Linked DNA regions of Gossypium raimondii: region 1 is linked to region 2. The links are chromatin contacts, called in public Hi-C maps. All regions are on one chromosome and are shown on one strand. The core of a region is the stretch at or near the end of the contact, and the rest is flanking DNA. Distances in the headings are between cores, read along the strand shown.

Region 1 (6,714 bases), core at 648-3,147, 220 kb after region 2:
CCTTCGTATCACCTAATAAGTATCCAATGTCTGCAGAAAACCCGATTATTATCACCTAGATTGCAAACCTTAGTTTAGAATATATATATATATAAAAACATAAACATAGCATAAAAGGAAAACAATCTTCTTTGGTGCTTACAGCAAGAGAGATCATGAGCGCTCCAGCAAGGATAAAAGGCCGCCTTCTACCATATTTGGAAGTGCATTTATCACTCCAAATACCAACACAAGGTTGAACCTAAGATCAAAATGCAAACAATTCTATAAATCATAAATGCAGATAGGTATTATTTATTCTGATTTTGTTTAACTCTAGTCATTTACATTTATCATGTGCCAACACATTTAAAAAAAATAGGCATTAAACACAAAGGTAGCCTGCTTCCTAATTTGCACAGACATACAGGGGGGGGGGAGAGAATGGAAAATTGAATAAGCAAAGAAATTCTCTATTATGCAATCAAACAAATAAATGTTCTAGGGTACCCCCCATCTCTACCTTCTATAACAAAATAGGATACATGAAAGGTAGCCCCAACTATTTAGGAGTTAGTTCAATATGGTTTCCCATCACCTACCACAAGACCAGTTATCGGACCACAGAGCCAAATAAATGAAGAAAAAGCATGCTCTATTCCAAGTGTCTGCATGAATCAACAAAATATACAGTAATCAGAGAAGCTCAGAGCGTTGAAAAGAAATAGAGCCAAGGCTAAAAATAATAATAAATAAAGAGATAGTATTACATAAGCATTAAGCAAGAAGTTGACAAAATATTTTGAGAATTATTTTAATATGCAATTTATTCTTCAAAAAATGACTATAACATTCTTTTCTCTAACTAGTGCGTTTTAATTTATATTGTTAAAGATGATAAGTATTTTATTAGAAAATTTCCAGAAAATGATAATAAAAGAAAATTTGCCTCTCAACGCCATGATCGCTCTTTCGCAACCTATAACTGCACCAATAATTCTTTCTGCAGTACATGAAAACTAAGTAAATTAATGACTAAACAATAATGAAAAAGAATTGTAGCATCTACTAGCTAACCAATTCAAGAATACCAACAAGAAGTGCACTTGCTGATTTTATTTTTCTATTTCCTACAGATAACCCCCCAATAACACAAAAATTGTCATTAAATGTAAACACGTTGCACCAAATTCAAACTTCAAAACATTCATAGTCACTAGCCTACTATTTTTCATTAAAATACTTAAACTAACATAAATTACAAGACAAAAGAGAAAAAAAATAAAGAGCATTGGAAAGACCTGAATGTAAGGAGTCAATAGCGATAGTTGTAAAGCCCAACCAAACTGAACCCCGGCGGCGACCGTACAACTAAGAACCAGAGTTATCAAGCTACAATCCTTAGATCCGGCATGGATCGGCGACGATAAGTTAGCGTTTCCATTGGGAACCCTCGAGGCAGGCGACGAAGAAGAAGCTGAAGGAGAGTTCGGAGAGGAATTTAGATCGATCCGAAAATGAGGATCGTCGATCATTTCAACCTCCAATTCCTTGTTTAAATTCCTGTAGGGGAACCTGATGGGCACTGAGTCACTCATTCCCGCCATAACCTCTTTGGCTCAGTCTCTGATTATCCTTCACGAGTTAACTCAAGGTAAACCTTCGCATTAAAAAAATGAAAACAAAATCAATCAAAATTAAAAGTTGAGGAATGAATGTGTTTCAAGATGATATTTAGGTTTAGGTGCAGGGTCCATGTTGATTTGTGTGATGTGTCGGTTGTGAAAACAAAAGTTTGCCATCAAAGGAAAAGCGATGGGGGCGTTGATTAAGTGGGAGAAAAAGGATGTGATCAGGACCGTTGGTTTTAAGGGACTTTGTCATTTATTGAAGGGATGCTTTTCTTCTTCAGCAAGGGAAAAAGCACACCGACGACGAGTAATTGCCGGATGGACGCTGGAGTCAAGTTTACGGACAAGGTTACTATAATTAAATATAATAGAATGAAGGGTAAACTAGATAAGTAAATTATTAGTAAGTTTTCATTTTGATCCTTTATTAAAAAGTTAAAAAAAATAGTCAATAAATTAGTAAAAAGTTTTCAGTTAGATCATTGAGTTGCTAAAATTGTTGTTGCATAGTATTATCTGTTCACATTGCCTGCATTAATCAAAAGTTCTTTTTCTACTTTTTTTCTACAATTTAATTTTTTTTCACGAAATAATTTTAAATATTACGAATTTACGAACTAAAATTAAAATAATTTTCTTTTTCTATTTTTGACACTAGCCGCTAGATCAACTTGAATTTAAGGGGTTTTTTTTACTTGTTGATGGGTATTGATTTATAGTTCAATAACCATTTTGTAACCTTTTGAAGTTAAATGATCAAAATGTAAACTTATTAATAGTTTAGTGACCTTGAGTGTAGCATAAAGACGCTTACAAAAATATTTATTTGATTGTGGTTTCAAAATAGCTGGTTACTTTACTTATATATGAAAAATATCTTATATACTTTTTAAATTGATAAAAGTATTATAGAGGCACTTGTATTAACATGAGATTACATTTTGCCCTATTTACTTAAAAATGGGCAAATTAATCCCTGTGCATTAGATCAAAGAGCAAAATGGTTCTTTTTTATTAAAAATTTCATCTATTTCTATTGTTAAAAATTAGCGTGGTTGATGGAATAACCAAACAATTACACTTAGCATGCTACATGCACCTTATGTTGGTGTACAGAGGCCAAGTTTTAACAATAGAATTTGATGAAATTTTTAATAGAATGATCAGTTTGCTCTTTGATCTAACGTATAATGATTAATTTACCTTCTATTTTGAGTGGAGGGAGCAAAATGCAACCCGACTCCTAGTACAAGGGCCTCCATGGTACTTTTACCCTTTAAATTCTAGGGTAAAGCCAATAATAGTCACTCAAATATACACTTTATTCAATTTTGGTCACTTAACTATTTTTTTTTTCATTTTAGTCACTTAACTTTTTAAAATTAAATATTTTAGTCACTCTTCCATTAATTATCGTTAACCAAGCAACGAAAAGATGATGTGGGCTTTTATTATTTTAATAATAAATTTAACCTTTTAATGTTTACATCCTATCAATTTGATTATAAATCTAAAAAATTTAACAAATTCTATTAAGAAACAATTGAAGCCTTTCTTACAGGGCAATCTTAAAGGGGAAGGTAAGGGACTTGTCCCCCTTCTCAAAAATTGAAAATCGCGCAATGTAATATATTTATAAATAATGAAAATTTAATTTAATATATAGTAAAATTATATTTCGGTTCTTTAAAAATAAAAAATATATATTTAATCTCTTTGAAAATGAAGAAATAAAAAATTAATAAATAATAAAATTATATTTTAACCTTTTAAAAATTTATAATTTAATTTAAATTCTATTAAAGAAATTTCCGAATTTACCCCCTTATCTTACTCTTGGCAATACACGTCATATTTTGTATGGACATGCAGGCTGCACAGTCCAAATTATTTTCAGCAAAATAATGGCACCTCGTCCGCTGATATCAGAGTAAGCAATCTAGCTTCGCAAGCCAAATTTTAGTTAATTATTTAGATACTTCAGAGCAACATGAAAACTCAAGCAGGCTACTACGTTCACAAAGATTCTGAATCTCGTAAAAGTCCTTAAAACATCTAGATGTGACATTTGTTCCCTACATTTTCTTTCCAATAGTTATAAATTGCCTGAAAGCCTCCAATTTGATGGATTGAGATTGCAAGGCCTAGCAATTAACGCAAACCAAGAAATTTAGATTAAGCATGATCTTAATAAAATGAAGGGTGAGTTGCATCATGCATGGTGGTTGACGAGAGGGTCGGGAGGTATGTATTGCTAAGAGTGACGAAGGCTCTAGTTGTTGTTGTTTTTTTTTTTTTTTTTTTAGAATTTATTGAATTATTTAGATCTAGGATCAAATTGATAAAATATGTAAATATTAGAGGGTTAAATTTGTTATTAGGCCAACAAAAAGCTCAAGTCATCTTTTCATCCCTCAGCTAACAACTATATATGGAGAGTGACTAAAATATTTAATTTTAAAAATTAAGTAACTAAATCAAAAAATTTAATAGTTGAGTGATCAAATAGAACAAAGTGCATAGTTGGGTGACTATTATTGTATTTTACCCTAAATTTTATATAATAACTTTTAACCTTTTAAGGTTAAAATATGTCATAAGTCCCTATATTTTTTTCGTAAATTAGAAATTTAGCCCATATACTTTTATTGTTAAGAATTTAGCCCTTTCAATTTTTAGATTTCAAACTTCATGTTCAACTGCTAACATTGTTAAACTTGTTTTACTAAATTCAGATTCACTCCAACATTACTTTCTTGTTACATGACTACCAAGTGAGTATTTTTTTTTTCAGAATGTGACATCAACAAAAGAATAGCATTATTAAAAATTGGATCCAAATTTTGAAATTTAAAATGTAGAGGATTAAATTCCTAAAAATAAAAAATAGTGACTAAATTCTAAATTTGTGAAAAGTATAAGGACTTATGGCATTTTTAACCTTTTAAATAAAACTATATGAGTTAATTACATCAGATATCCCAAACTATAACCCTCATTCTAAATTGGTTCCAAACTAAAACAACCTAATTACATCCCCAAACTATCAAAATTATATCAAGCGGGTCCTTTTGTTATTAAAATTAGTAAATGACACACCAAGTCTTATGTAGCTAAATTTAAAATGAATTAAAAAATAAGACATTGTTGCATAACTTTTAAAAGTAAAACTAAAAATAAAGTAAAACGAACAAAGAGAGTGAACAATAAAACATCCATAAAAGTTTTGAAAACCTTAAAACCACACCCATTTTAACAATATTCTTTTTGTTCATTGAAATTTTCATTTTAGATTAGGTCGTATAAGATTCAATGTATCATTCAACAGTTAAATTAACGATTTTAATAACAAAACGACCTAATTGATATAACATAGATAATTTGAGGATCTAATTAAAATGAGTTGAAGTTTGAGATCAATTTAATATGAGAGTCATAGTTTGGAGATGTATTTATACTTTTATTTATATGCATGTATTTTCTATTTATTTTATTCATTTTCCATTTTAATTAAAATAATAAAAATAATTACACGTAAAATGTTATAAAATTAAATATGTTTGAGATGTTTCAGAAAATGTATATTTAACTTTAGTACTTTGAATTTAAATTTAATTATGATATATCTATTAATTTTGAAATGAATTTATTAAATTATTTTAATGTAAAATTGATTAAAATATAAAGGAAAAAATTATTTAAGTCAGTATATATAATTAATTTAAAATTAAAATGTTTAAAATATATTTGTATAAAATTATTTCAAAGTCAATAATAAGTATAAGAGAAGAAAATACCAAAGCCCTAAAAACTTTAAAAACCCAGGCTTAAGTTTTAGAATCCCTCTGTATGGGCGTTTACCTTCAGTCTAATGTATTTAATTTTTTCTTCTTTTTTTTTACGTTACAGCATCTAATCTCACTATTACCACTGTTTTTATCTTAATCAGAGGTAAACACACTGCCTATCCAAACTAAGCTTTAATCTGTGTAAATTGTGTATAGATTCTTGGTCCGTATTTATTTTGGTTTATGTCCCACCAAATGTGAGCTTTGTATAGATTCTTTCTTATTTGGGTTTGAATATAATCTTAGTTTCAATTTGGTCAAACTTTATAATGATTAATTTTGACTATAATTATTCATATATATATATATATATATATATATATATATCTTTGTAATTATTGTAATTATACTTATAACTTCCAAAATAAAACTTACATATATTAATTAAAATACTACATTATATTTAACATATTAGAATATTACATAATTTATAATTGATAATTTAATTTAATAATTATTAAAATACGTTTATAACTATTTAGATTTTTATTATTTTTAATTAAAAATTATTGAATATAAAGATTTAAGATGACAAAATAAATAGAATAATAATTAATAAAGGGTTAGCTTATCATTTTATTTAGAATTCATTTTATAAAAGAACTTTAAAGATTAGTGCATTTTCTTATTCAATTTTAGAAGATAAATCCTAAAACTATTTAATATAGTGGTAAGGTATATTATATTTTTAAATAATATATATATTCGAATTTTAAAATAATATTTTTAAAAATACAACCACAGACTTGAACATAAATTATTAAAACAAGGACGAAAAATATTATATATATATATATTTATATATGAGAGAATAAACAAATATTTTTCAAATCATTTGAAATAACTGCATTTCTTTTATCAAACCTCAAACAGTTTTTCCTGGAAATAAAATTGAATTCAAAACATGGTACAAAATATGGTAAATCATATATAAACACGTGGATAAGTGAGAAACTCTTGTATTCATGTGCATTTTACTCGAAAATTCCTAATTGAATTCATAATTAGATTTTGGTTAAATTCAGTTATTACTCCTTATATTAAGTTACTTTTAAAATTTTAATTTTGACCAAATAGTGATTTATATATTATCGAGTCTGAATTAGAATCTAATCTATTAATTTTTTTATATATAATATTTAATAAATTAATTATGGGAGTTAAGTGAGATAACAATAGTTTTTTTTTACCTCAACCAATGGTCGAAGGTTCAATTCTCACTTTAAACACGAGAAGCAGTTTTAAAACTAGTGGCG
Region 2 (6,896 bases), core at 1,900-4,399:
CTATTTTTCCAATACCAAGGGTCCATATCATCGATCATTTTACTTCCATTTTTTCTAAAAGAGAGAGAGCCAAATTTAAAAGTTAAAGGATGGTCTAGAAACCCTTCTCTTAATTAATTCAAACCCTACTCCATCGTATACTTCTAACCCCAATTAAAATTTCCCTCTTATTGAATATACATATCTTCTTTTCACTCGTTGTTGCTTGCTCTTACTGTTCTTCGTAAAATTTGTAAATGGGACAACTTTAGCCGGAGCTGCCTTTTTGGTAGAATACAGTGCAAAGTTGTCTTTAATTTTTTTTTGTGGTTAGCTAAATAGTTACTAATTTGTCTAGTTGTTTGTGCACTGTCTCATAATATATACCTGTTGATGAGGAATTTCACTAAAATTAATCTCTCCTTTTGTTCAAAGGGCCCCGAATTTGGGATTTGTTTAGCGCTCCACCTTCATTATTTCTTTTCCTCTAATCAAATTTAAGACTTATATCTAAAAGTAGACAAGAGGGTTGAAAAAGTAGGCAGGAAAAAAGAGAGAGTGTGTTTTTACCCTACAAAATTAAAGCTAAGCTAACCCAAAGAGTACACTCCACTTTCTACCATTTTTTGACTTTAATTTTAATCATTCTTCTAAAAGATTTATGGTTTTGGTATCTCCTTATTTAACTCCTATTCCATTAATAACAAATCAATTTCCTTATTCATTTTAATATTAATCATGTTACCTAATACATTAAAATGCTATTTTTTTACAAAATCAAATGCAAAAATAAAGTCCAATTGTTAATTAGGATCACCTCCAATAAACAAGAGTATGGGGTTATCAAGATAAATTTTTATTATTTAGTGTGTTTTTTTCCCTCTCATCTTCCCTTGGTATTATGATAAGGTTCTCCCCTTTGATAAATAATCAAGGTTTTGTTTCATTAATTAAAACACCTATAATCATATTTGGCCAATGGAATAGATGAATGAGCAGCTAGGCTTGATAAAAGTGCATGTTGAATATCAGCTTTGTTGGTCAATATATTCTTCAACTTAAAATGAAGCATGGTATTACAATGTAACATAGTCAAGGTACACTATTCTTCTTTAGGGTTTTTATTTCTTTCCCTTCTTTTTCTTTTATGTGAAATGACAAATTTTATTGTTATTGAACCATATTTTTGAGTGGGAGAAAAATATTCTTTGATCTCATGTAAAGGAAGAAAAAAAGAGAGAGGGGAAAGGCCCCACGTGTGGAACAAAATTTGGAGCATATGCAGCACTATTTTTTATCCATATATAGCTTTATGTGCATGTAGGGGGTTCACTTTGCTTGGGATTCCTACATTTTTGTGGGCACATTTGTTAGATATTTGAGCCACCTTTTCAACCCTAGCCCGGATCTTCACTTCACTCATCTTTCTACAAATATAACTTAAAGCACGCTGCTAGCTCTGTTGTTAAAGGAAAAGGTTTTGGGAATCCTATGCCCTCCTCCCTCACCATATATGTCCATGTGTATGTTCCCATGCATATATATCTTATTAGTAAAAGTACTATGAAGATGATTATATTAGAAGTTAGATTATATTTTATCCTCTTTATTAAAAAGGAGTAAATTAAACCTTGTATGTTAGGTCAAATAGTAAATTAGTTCATTTGTTAAAAATTCCATTCATTTTTATAGTTAAAAGCTAGTCTTATATATTAGCATGACCCGTGTCATTGTTTAATATTTTGTTAGCTATGTCAGTTTTAATGAATGAAAATTTTAACTAAAAACCAATTTTCTGTTTTATTTAATGTATAAAAATTAATTTATTCATTTTTAAGTAGAGAAATAAAATACAATCTAATTTTTAACCTAGAAAAATACTTTTACCATATCCTAAGCCTTCCTTCACTTAATTCCTTCTTATTGTTTTACTTTCACTCATTTTTCCTATCGTATGATTAGGTAGCTAGTTAGGATCGAGAAAAGCTTAATTGATTGGTTCAAAGTATGCTTATTTGAATGGCAAAGAAAAGATTTAATTTGAAATTTAAGTTTAAGTGGAAGTCGAATTCCTTATCTTGTTTTAATAAAACAAAAAAAGGGTGAGTAAACCTGAAATAAGGGTACATATGCGGTCAAAGTTAGCATTTGACTTATTTAATTATGCCTGAAATGTCAGTGTTTGGCAGAAAATAAAATGTTGTGCCAACTTTGATTGCTCTCTTCCCTTGGTGCATAATAAAAGGATGTCTAGCAAATATTATGAATTTAAAAAATAAAAACTACTAATGAATTGGGTTGTTAGAGTGATAAGATGATGAACTACTACCTACTTCCACGTCCATATGCTAAAACAAATCACAAGAATTATATGTAGTTAATGGTCCCATAATAGATGTTATCATTAATGCTAGAATTCTCATTTCATATTAAATCCAAATCATACCCCTAGTATGGGGCCTTGCTCCATTTGTTTCCATCTGGTATAATTATAATGTACACAGTTATACTCTAATTAATTTCAATTTGAAGGGACATGAATGCTAATCGTCTACTATCTTTAAAGAGCTAAGAGTTAATCTCCCAATCATATAAACATCTTTGCACTGTTACATTCATTAAATGGGAGCACTATTGAGAATACCCAAAAAGGGGAAATTTTTTATATTTTGTAACAGAAATCTGCAAAGTGGGATCTGGCAAAGGGAGAATTGAAGATGAATTTACATTCTGTCACTCTGAAATGGTGTCTCACTCTTTAGCTACTTTCAATAAAGATGTGTTCATAGAACAGCTCATCTAACACAAAAATATAGCAGGGATTTGCAAAGTTGCAAGCCCCCCTACTCTACTCTATACCAAAACTGTGACTTGACACCTCTTTTAATTCCTCTTTCTGAATTCAGATCCCTCAATCTAATATTATTCTGCCTCCTGATTGTATAAACAAATGGAGTCACTGAAAAAGAAGTGGTCAAAAGCACACCCCTCTCTCACCCCCCCCCCTAATGAATTGATAAGTACCCCAGCTTCACAGTCAAGGCTTGAGAGGTTGGGCCATTTTCTTCCTTTTCTTTAACTCTGCCCGAGTGAAGTAGGGAGCACTACAGCATGGGACTAGGCATGAACTTTGGAGCCTATTACCAAAATATGTCTACCCTTTGAAGCAGCCATCATAATCCTGTATATCCATACATACGCTAAAAAAATTTATTTTGTCATTATTACAATCTGTCACTATTACTCTTGTTTGTATATACTCATATATGATGTTGATGTTGTAGCTAACAGTAGTCTTATATGTCAATCATTATAATCTCTCTCACTATTACAATTGTTTATGTACGTATGATGTTGATGTGGTAGCTAGCAGTAATGTGTCCCCCACATGCTTTACAATTATACCCTGTACACCTTTATGAATTTCTACACTTGGAATCATTACCACCCTAGTGAAATATTATAGCAGGATAGAAACTTGAGTAGGATTTTAGTATTATTTTAAGATGTTGGTAGAAGCATGCTCACTCTTTGAGTCTGGGGATGGTCTCAAGGATGAGGGAAAAATTAATTGTCTGTCTTACTCTTTAACATGATTGCTTACTTTTTCACAGTGAACCCTTTTTTCACATTATCTGTCAGATTCTAACGAGTAAATCTCATTAGTTCCATACCACATAAAAATATCATTGAAACAGCAAGGATGTTTTGATTGGTCTTTTCAAAGTTTTTAACTGAAGTTCATGTCTGTCAAATAAATGATTCACTTTGAAAGCCTTACGGGGACCCCATTCACCCACTCAGTAACATAAACAAGTAGGGGGAGCTTGGTTTGAAGGCCACCTTTTTCCTGCACTCCCCGCTTTAACATAATGAGATTACATTTTCATTCAGCGTTGGGCTCCGAAGCTTAACTGGAGTGGAGCCAGGCTCCAACCCCATGTGTCACACTTGTCATCATAACACTGTCCTTGGGCTCCTTTTTGTTCACTAGGATGCATATGGGCCAGCATTGGTCTAATCAAGTCTAATCCGTAAACAACTTTCTGCCCTCTTTCGTTTCAAAACCGGTACTGCTCTGGGCCTATCTTCACTTTTCCCTTTGGGCTTCACACTTGTTCAGCCCAAGTCAAGTCAACAGTCTGACCTTCTTGATTTAGTAAGTCAATATGTGGTAAATTCAAGATTAAGAAGTTAATAATGATAAGTTAAAAAGGTAGATTACAAGCAAATCAAAAGTATAGTGAACTGAGTAGGGTCATTGCCACTCGCTAAAGTCCCAAATGTCATACGATAGGAAGGGTGTCTCTTCGTTAATGGCACGAAAATAACCCTTTATTTAAAAAATGTTTAATTACAAAATTGGCCCTTAAAGTATACCATTTTCCCTACTTAAGTACAAGTACTTTTTCCCAAAAGTAGTATCTAAACTTCCAATTTCGTCTCATTTTACCCAAAAGTGTATGATATCAAATAAAAATGTGCCACGTGTCATGTTTTTATTGGTTGATATTGTGATTTGGGGTAAAATGGTAAAATTGATAGTTTAGGTACCACTTTTGACTAAAACAGACTTTAGGTGCCTAAGTCGGAAAAATGATATACTTTAAGGGCCAATTTTGCATTTAAACCTTTTAAAAAATAAATGGCTAATATTTGTTAAAAGAACCAAGCAAATCACTACATATTTCTTAAGCCTAAGGGCGCTTTTGATTGCTCGAATCTTACATTACAACTCATAATGTTACATTTCGAAATGAGATTATGTTATTTGGATTCTCAACATTCTAGCCACCCCATAATCTCATGTTCCCAAATATTGTCAAGATGTTGTAATATTAGGACATAATCCCATTATGACCTATTAATTAGGTTATCTTAGATTACGAGCGTAATCATAAATTTTGAACCAATTGACCCTTTTTTAATTATATTAATCAATTTAGCCCATTTTTCCCTAATAAAAATTCAATCTAATTAAAAACAAAAATCTATCCTTTTCTTAGCAGTGAAACAATAGATGTCATACTTTTGGGCACTATGTTTATCACTTGTAAAACAATGCTTTTTTCACCCTTGGATTTGTTCCTTCTGATTCTTCAAGATTGATTTAAAAAGTCTAAAATGACTCAATCAACTCATTGATCCTCATGTTATCAATGTCTTTTTGCCTCTTTAATGGTTGTGACTTTGATGGCAAGACTTTTGAGCAAGGATCTCAACACATTCCTTACTAGTTTGGAGTTTGAATACTCATTATGAAGGGCAAAAGCTTGATTGAATATGTCACAGAGTTCAACATAGAACTCACCAATTGTTTCATTCTCCTGAATCCTTGAGGTTTCGAATTCTTAACTATATTGGTTCCTTCATGAGTAGTCTTGAGAATTCCTCAAGCATCCTCGGAAGTAGTGAATTTAGATATTCTTTTAAATTCCTATCTATCTACTCCACAAAAAATAGCATGCAGTGTTTTTAAATTGAAATTTGTGTGCTTTTCTTCCTTTGTAGTCCAAGCCAATTCAGACTTCAATGTTCTTATTGTAGATGTCCCAATAAGAAGAGCCTCCATAAAACACCCTAAAATTGGGTCTAGAAGTTTTGGGGGTATAATGTAAATTTTGGCTCGGAGTAGGTTCGGAAAATTCTGAATTGCGGTAACACGAAATTATTTTCAATCATAATTTTTGAAAAAATTAAATCAATTTTTGAAAATAATATTGAAAAGACCTTCAACTGTAAAATAAGGATTGTTTTGTAAAAGGGTTCAATTTAGGAGTAGTTTTAAAGTAATTTTACCAAAGTTTTAAAAATACTCTATTTCCCCTATTTATCTTCACAAAACCCACGTTAGTTCTTCCCATTCTTTTTGTTTCACCGTCCATTGTCTTCCTAAACCCCATTCATTCAATTTTGATTCACAAACTCCATTCCTTTGATTTCTATTATCATCCAATCAATAAACCTCCATAGAAATCCAAGAAAACACCAAAAACACCATTGATTTTGTCATCTCTTAAGCTTGTGAGTTTCTTTGGATTTTCAACCAAATGTTCGTATTTCTCCCATCGGAGGTAACGAATCATTTTCATATTAGTTTTTTATGTCTAGTCTTTTAAATAGAGTTTTTACCCATTAAATCAAATGTTTTGAATAAAAGCCGAAAATTATGTCATTAATGGTGGATTTCAGGATTTTACATAAAAACGATGTTTCAAAGTGTTTTTAACTTATTTTGACATGATTAGAAGGTTTTTAAACTTTCATTAAAGTTTAGTTAAGAGATTTTAAGGTTTTATTGAGTTTTCATGAAAAATACCTATTTTATGTCGAAATTTTAGAACCACGAATTTGAGTAATTTTGTGTAGTTTGAAGGTTAAGAATCAGTTGTAGATGAAAAAGTAGATGAATGGAATCATATTTAGGCAAAAGGAATAAGTAGAGACCGAAATATTTGAGTTTCAAGTTTGCCATGTTAAAAATTTCGGTTTCAAGAGAATCTAGTTTAGGCTTGTGTTTTTGGTTGATTGAGGTGAATCTTTGGCCAAATGTTGATTGTGTTGCTATGTGTGATTTACTTTGTGGAAGCTTTGGATTCGTTTGGACCTTCTACGAGTAAAGAAAAAGGCAAGGAGAAGCTAGTTTAGACTTTCAACGACTAGGTGAAAGTGCGAACGGTAAGTGTTTGAAATCGCTACTTGTAAACACGATTCATAGTGTTAATTGAGAGCTTAGGAATAGCCTAAAACTCTATCCTAAGTTCCAAATGTAAGCTTTCCACTTCTCTTGTTTTATTTTGGCAAAATATGTGATTATGTGAATAATTGTGGATTGATTATTATGATACGATATTGTGATATGAGACATGTGTGATGGCTATTGTGAATTTTGTTGTATTGTGGGGTGAAATAAATGT

Evidence for each region. Hi-C and Micro-C count contacts between places; a contact is called where the count stands out from the background.
Region 1: a contact with region 2 is called in a Hi-C map of leaf, with 2.0 times the contacts expected there. The contact joins the promoter of LOC105794178 here to the enhancer-like site in region 2. A contact is called at or near these places in 2 of 2 Hi-C or Micro-C datasets (both in leaf).

Annotation. Positions count from the first base shown.
Region 1 is chr3:36,324,466-36,331,179 of ASM2569854v1, forward strand. It overlaps LOC105794178 (sucrose transport protein SUC3), which reads right to left and starts at 1,898. Exons shown (of 13, transcript XM_052628305.1): 1 at 1,281-1,898; 2 at 143-241; 3 at 1-55. The coding sequence starts at 1,586.
Region 2 is chr3:36,103,917-36,110,812 of ASM2569854v1, forward strand. No RefSeq gene overlaps it. Among protein-coding and RNA genes, the nearest start is that of LOC105794176, 41 kb to the left of the region's middle. Within about 2 kb of position 3,150, the one cell type or tissue checked has open chromatin away from gene starts, as enhancers often do. A contact at or near this core is called in leaf, where this site is marked.